2 separate regions of the Sus scrofa genome follow, and region 2 is linked to region 1. A link is a contact called in public HiChIP or PLAC-seq data. All regions are on one chromosome and are shown on one strand. The core of a region is the stretch at or near the end of the contact, and the rest is flanking DNA. Distances in the headings are between cores, read along the strand shown.

The links. HiChIP or PLAC-seq counts read pairs in DNA pulled down with a chosen protein or histone mark.
Region 2: an H3K27ac HiChIP or PLAC-seq map of alveolar macrophages shows a contact between it and region 1. The contact joins the promoter of SF3B4 here to the promoter of PLEKHO1 in region 1. A contact is called at or near these places in 1 of 5 promoter capture datasets (fetal liver), 2 of 47 Hi-C or Micro-C datasets (epiblast stem cells and heart right ventricle) and 2 of 2 datasets of contacts at active chromatin or transcription factors (alveolar macrophages and skeletal muscle).

Annotation. Positions count from the first base shown.
Region 1 is chr4:98,932,922-98,936,022 of Sscrofa11.1, forward strand. PLEKHO1 (pleckstrin homology domain-containing family O member 1) reads right to left here and starts at 1,689. Exons shown (of 6, transcript XM_005655398.3): 1 at 1,580-1,689; 2 at 283-429.
Region 2 is chr4:99,122,081-99,125,181 of Sscrofa11.1, forward strand. SF3B4 (splicing factor 3B subunit 4) reads left to right here and starts at 1,484. Exons shown (of 6, transcript XM_001926489.5): 1 at 1,484-1,611; 2 at 2,091-2,219; 3 at 2,756-3,101. The coding sequence starts at 1,578. It overlaps MTMR11 (myotubularin related protein 11), which reads left to right. Exons shown (of 17, transcript NM_001243446.1): 17 at 42-729. The coding sequence ends at 188.

The sequences.
Region 1 (3,101 bases), core at 439-2,938:
CATCTTGGGAGGGAGTTATAAGTGGTTGTCAGAAAAGTGTCTGCAAAGAAAAAATCTTTAAGAGGCAAACTCAACTGCTAATTCTAACTCAGGTCTTCTCACTAAAGGATGACCTTTCTCTGCAGATAAGATGGGATAGAGACAAACCGGGCAGCTGAACTCACTTTTGGAACAAAATACCGGGTGAAGTAAGGGGGAGGTGAGGAGTAGGTAAGCCCCCTGCGGAGAGACAAAGTGGGGACTATGAGAAAATTGGGACAGTTAGCGGCAAAGGGCACCTACCTCCTTTTCAGAGATGTAGAGCTGGTCCCCTTTCAGCACCACATAGCGGTTTTTCCAAATCTCCCTGAAAATCCCTTTCCCGCAGAATTTCCGGACCCAGCCGACCTTCTCAGGCGGTGCAGACTGATGGTTTCCATCCTGAGGCCCCTGCCCCCCGGGTCAAATGAGAACCGCACGATTAGGTGATTACAGCTTTTTCCTCCTCCTGTGCTGTTGCCCGCGCCCTCCCCAGTCCCCGTCCCCTCCTTCCCGCGGCCGCCCTGCCGCAGCTGGAGTCAGGGAGCCCCGCGATCGCTCCCCACTTCAAAGCCTCTCACTCCGAGGAACTCTCTCCCCCATCGCTCCCCTCCTCCTTCGCCCAAATAAACGACTGGAACTGCCGGGGGAAGGGGCGACGGCCGGGCTGGAGCCAAGGGGTGGTTTTCGGGTCTCCGCCGGGCCCCCGCCCCCTCCCCCGGCCTCCCTCCTCGCGGCGCCAGGATTAACGGCATTTTATTTTATTTCTCATTGTCTTCTCGCCGCTGCAGAGCGCGACGCCAGCAGCCGCCGGCTGCCCGGGGAGGGGGAGGCCGGGGGTCGGGCAGAAACTCAGCCAAGTTAACCCCCAGCCCAAGTAAACAAACAAAAGCCCCCGCCGGTGCCTCGTCGTGGGGCCAGGCGCGCCGAGGCCGAGGCCCAGGGGACCGGAGGCCGGGCCGAGCTGGGCGGGGGGCTGGCACGGGGCGTCCCCAGCTCGCAACCCGGCTGCCCGCGGCCCCGACGGGGCCGGGGTCCTCGGGGCACAAAGTCAGCAGCGGGCGGGCGCACTCACCCTCTTGGTGGAATTGTTCTTCTTCATCATTCCGGGCGGTCGGGCGGGCGCGGGCGCCGAGGGGCGGCCCCGCGTCGGGGGCCGAGGCCGCTTCGAGGGGGCTCCTGCCCAGGGGGAGGGTGCGGAGAGGCCCCCGGCGCCGCCGCCGCTCCTCCCTCCCTCTCCCGGACTCTCCCCTTCTTTGTAGCTCCGGTTACACTAAAGGCCGGCCTCCCTCGCGCTCGCACACACACGCACGCCCGCTCCCCGCCCCTCGGCGCCCTCCATCCCGGCGCCCACGCGGCCCGGGCCCCGAGCGCGCCCCCGCCGCTCGCCCGCCCGGTCCGGCCCGGCCGCTCCCCCGGCCCGGCACGCTGTGGGCGGCCCAGCCCGCGCCCCGCCGCTCCATCCACCCGCCCGCTGACGTTGCGAGTTCAGAATAAAGGGCGAATCGCCGAGCCGGAGAGAGTGCGCTCCCCCCACCCCCCTCCTTTGTTTCTGACTCACTGAGGGTGAAGAAGACAGACCTAAACCCCGCCGGAGAACGGCGTCTGGAGGGGCAGAGAGACCCAGACTCGCACCGACGGCCGGAGCGAGAGGTGGAGCCAGAAAAGACAGCCTGGCCGACCAGAGCAGAGCTGAGAGATGGCAGGGGCGGATGGAGTGGATGCTAGAGAAATCGGGAGGTGTCTGAAGACCGGAGATAACCCAGATTGAGATCATCTCCCTCCCGAACCCAAAACAAAAAACGAGAGCGTCCGCTGGGAGGGAGCGTTACCCAGGACTGGCATCTGGAATTCACACACCTGGGTGGTAGAGGTAGTGGTCTGGGCAGGTCAACTGTTGGGGAAAAGTTTTATGCTTCGGAGAGTACCGACGTGTAGGGGACTCCGTGGGAGAGAAGTTAATATTAATACACATTTCTTTGGGCCTTATTTGAGCCTCAGGAGAATAGCTCTAAGTATGAGGTAGATAGGATCTCCATTGCAGAGACAGAAAAGTGAGATTCAGAATGGCTGAGGGATTTGCAGACACACTCTCAAGTGCTGGCAGGAATAGAATTCTCTGTCTGCAAAGCACTAATCTGTTGGACCAAGTGGCTTTAAATATAAATTTCAGGTGAGGCTTAAAATTCCTACTCCCTGCGTATCTCTCCCTGCTGCACTGACATGTAAAAATCCCATCCTGCCCACTGCAATGCCCAGAGGATGCTGTGACGGCAGGGGGGAGGGGGGGCTTGGCTGATCACTCCTACACCAGATCTCCCTCAAAGCCCACACCCCAACATCTTGGTAACGTCACCCCCCCATACATATTTAATGGGAAGAGGAGAATCAGGGAGCCTAGGTTTGAACACTGGTTTCATCACTGCATCATGGCCTTTGGTCAAGTCACCGAATTTCTTTGGGCCTCAGTTCCTCTACATATTAAGTAATTACAGATGAACTGCCAATTCCATCAACAAGGAAAGATAGGGGAGTATATGAGATGACCGGTGAAAGTCTTTTGAGGATATAAGTATTGCCCTCTAGGGCTAATTACTAAATAATAATAAACTAACAAGCACATTGCCTGGCATATGGTAGGCACACAGTAACTACAAAATGAATAAAAATCCCTGGCACAGAGGCACAGAGGAAAAAGGAAGAACCCCTTTGGCGGAGAGATCTCAAGATAAAGTGTTGGCCAAATTTGTGGTTTGAGCAGTGGAGTGGTCTTGGCTTTTACTGGTATATATCGAATGAAGGAGGGGGCTTCTTTTTTCCCAGCCTCCCTTTTCCCCTAATCCAATAATATTCCTCTTTTCATTTACCATACTAATTAATTCCTCTATTTTAGACTGCAATAGAAATGTATCCTTCCAAAATGCTTATGTATCATTTCTTTAAATCTTTAGTGCCACCTTGTGAGGTGTGTAGAATAAATATTATTCCCACTTGGAAAATGAGGAAACAGGGCATGACAAATCAACCAACTTGCCCAAGCTTACACAGCAAGTTACTGGCTAACTAGATTAATATGCAGGTTT
Region 2 (3,101 bases), core at 234-2,733, 190 kb after region 1:
GCAATAATAGTCCTCTCTGCCTCTCTTCACCCCCTCCCCAGATGGGCCTCTCAGCTCCCACAATCGCTGGCCTCCAGGATGAGCTATCCCATCTTCAGGAGTTATTAAGGAAATGGACACCAAGAATATCTCCTGAGGATCACTCCAAGAAAAGAGATCCAAATACCATTCTTTCCCAATCCCACTGAAATTGCTGGCTCTCTCATGGGCGGGGCAGAGAGTGGTCTGGGGTGAGGGAGAATTCTGTCTAATCCTTCAAATCTTATCTGGTTTTACTCCCTCAGCTTTCATATGCCAGCCTTTAAACAAGCTCACTGACTTGAGTTTCCATAGCTGATAGGTGGCTAACCTTATCCAACTCTTACCCTATCCTTCTTGGTTTAAATAGTTTCTTGTGACCTGAAGAATTAAAGAAACAAAACCAACAAAACCAATCCGGAATATGATTGCCCTTTTTTCATGCATTCCAACCCTTTTGGATGGAAATTTTGGATACTGAGCTGGTAAATTGTGAGGTCAGAGAAACAATTTGTCAGTGCCAACAAGATGGCCTACAGACCTCCTTCTCACCTCCCCCTGCTGCTCCTTTGATTCCAATTTCTATTTCTTCCCTTAAAGTTTTCTCTGGGTGTGGTGTGGCTATGGGAGACACCCAGTCTTTTCCAATTGTATATTTTTGTAACGGCATTTCTATTTAAGGAGTTCATTAAATCACAGTATTTATACACACTGCTGGCATTGTTTCTTGTGTCTGAATAAAGGAACCTAGGTAAGATAGTGATGGTGTGACTCAAGAGAGGAAGATACAGACCGAATTACTGCTAAGGAAATAAGGGGATGGTTCAGGTGAAGCTCTGCAGAATTCATAGTTTGGGTTCTCCCTGTGGTGCTGATGTGGCAAAAACAGACCCAGACGTTGTTGTTGGGGCTGGGGTGTGCTCTGGGGGTTGAGACCAAAGCCTCTGGACTTCAGTGTTAACCACTCTTCAGCGCTGGTCACACACACTCCCATCTCTGAGCCTCTGGTTCCCGTCACCCCCAATGCAATACTGACTAGGCAAGCTCAACGTCACTCCAGCTCAGACATTCCGCAATCCCTTCCCTGAGGAAAAATGAAAGCCCAGGCCAGGACTATGGGGCCCCATCTGTCCAAAGGCTGCGGGCCGGGGTGGACAGCTGCCTCCACGCCTTGGGCAGAAGACCCTTCTCTGGGAATCAAAGGAGGCCACAAAATATACGAAAAATATTGTTCTCTTAGCTCCTGAATTGACATTTTTGGGAGCAGCGTGATCCTTTAACTTCAAGCACTGCCTTAGGGCGTTTGAGAGATTCCGATCCGCGTTCCCCGCCCTAACCTGTCAGAGCGGCACTTCAACACAAAACCAAAGACCGCGGAACACGGTAACACCAATCACTTCAAGTCTCAGCGGCTCCTAAAATGGCCGCGGCCGCTTCCGGCTCCTCCCCTGCATAGGCCCCGCCCACCGCCTCTACGTCCGCCTTCGCCCCGGAAGTGGAAGTAGTACTGCGGTCAGGAGGCGGTATCGCTGCCTGGAGACGGCGGGAGGTCTTTCGCCATGGCTGCTGGGCCGATCTCCGAGCGGAATCAGGGTGAGTGGAGGGCACAAGTCCGGGATGGGCCCAGGGGAGTTTGGGGGATCTCGGGTTACAGCCAGCAGTGTTTCCGCCAGGGCGGGAGATTGGAGCATCCCAAAAGGCGCTAGACCGGCCTGATGCCTGCTGGGGCGGGATGGACGGGTGCCCAGAGGCTGAGGCCTGTAGGTGTGATGTTGTCTATGTCCCATCCCCTGCTGCCTTCCCACTCACGCACACAAAAAATTACAAAGAGAATGTGCGCCAGAACTTTAAATTATATTTAAGAAGATTTTGTATTACCTGGAATGGAGGGCGGTGTAGGGGTATAAGCTAACGTCTTTTTTTTTTTTTTTTTTTTTTTTTCTTTTCTTTTTCTCTTTGCTCCAATACCCCATCTCCACCCGCAACTCCACCGCCTGGGTTCCGACTTCATGTTCCCGTCACCTCCTTATTTCCTCTCATCTCTGTCCTAACCTCCTAACCCTGTCCTCCAGATGCCACTGTGTACGTGGGGGGCCTCGATGAGAAAGTTAGCGAACCACTGCTGTGGGAACTGTTTCTCCAGGCAGGGCCAGTAGTCAACACCCACATGCCAAAGGATAGAGTCACTGGTCAGCATCAAGGTGAGTACATGGCAAGAAGTGCAGTTATTTTTCATTTAATTTATTTTTTGGTCTTTTTGTCATTTCTAGGGCCGCTCCCGCGGCATATGGAGGTTCCCAGGTTAGGGGTTGAATCGGAGCTGTAGCCACTGGCCTATGCCAGAGCCACAGCAAGGTGGGATCCGAGCGGCGTCTGCAACCTACACCACAGCTCACTGGCAACGCCGGATCCTTAACCCACTGAGCAAGGGCAGGGATCGAACCCACAACCTCATGGTTCCTAGTCGGATTCGCTAACCACTGAGCCACGACGGGAACTCCCAAGAAGTGCAGTTATGTTTTGAGGAAACAAACTGCTCCTGGAAGGTCCCGGCAGTATTCACAACTGTTTGGAATAAGCAAGCTAAAGTTTTCTTTCTCTTAAACTCAGTTTGTTTCTGGAACCATTCTCAGTTGAAGTAGGATTATTTTTTCTTGTTCTTTGTACTTTAGAAGGTGAGTTATACCTCATTTTGAATCGCTTCACTTAAGTTAACTCTTCTTTTCCATTTCCCTAGGCTATGGTTTCGTGGAGTTCTTAAGTGAGGAAGATGCTGACTATGCCATTAAGATCATGAACATGATCAAACTCTATGGGAAGCCGATACGGGTGAACAAGGCATCAGCTCACAACAAAAACCTGGATGTGGGAGCCAACATTTTCATTGGAAACCTGGACCCAGAAATTGATGAGAAGTTGCTTTATGATACTTTTAGCGCCTTTGGGGTCATCTTACAAACCCCCAAGATAATGCGGGACCCTGACACAGGCAACTCCAAAGGTTATGCCTTTATTAATTTTGCTTCATTTGATGCTTCGGATGCAGCAATTGAGGCCATGAATGGGCAGTACCTCTGTAACCG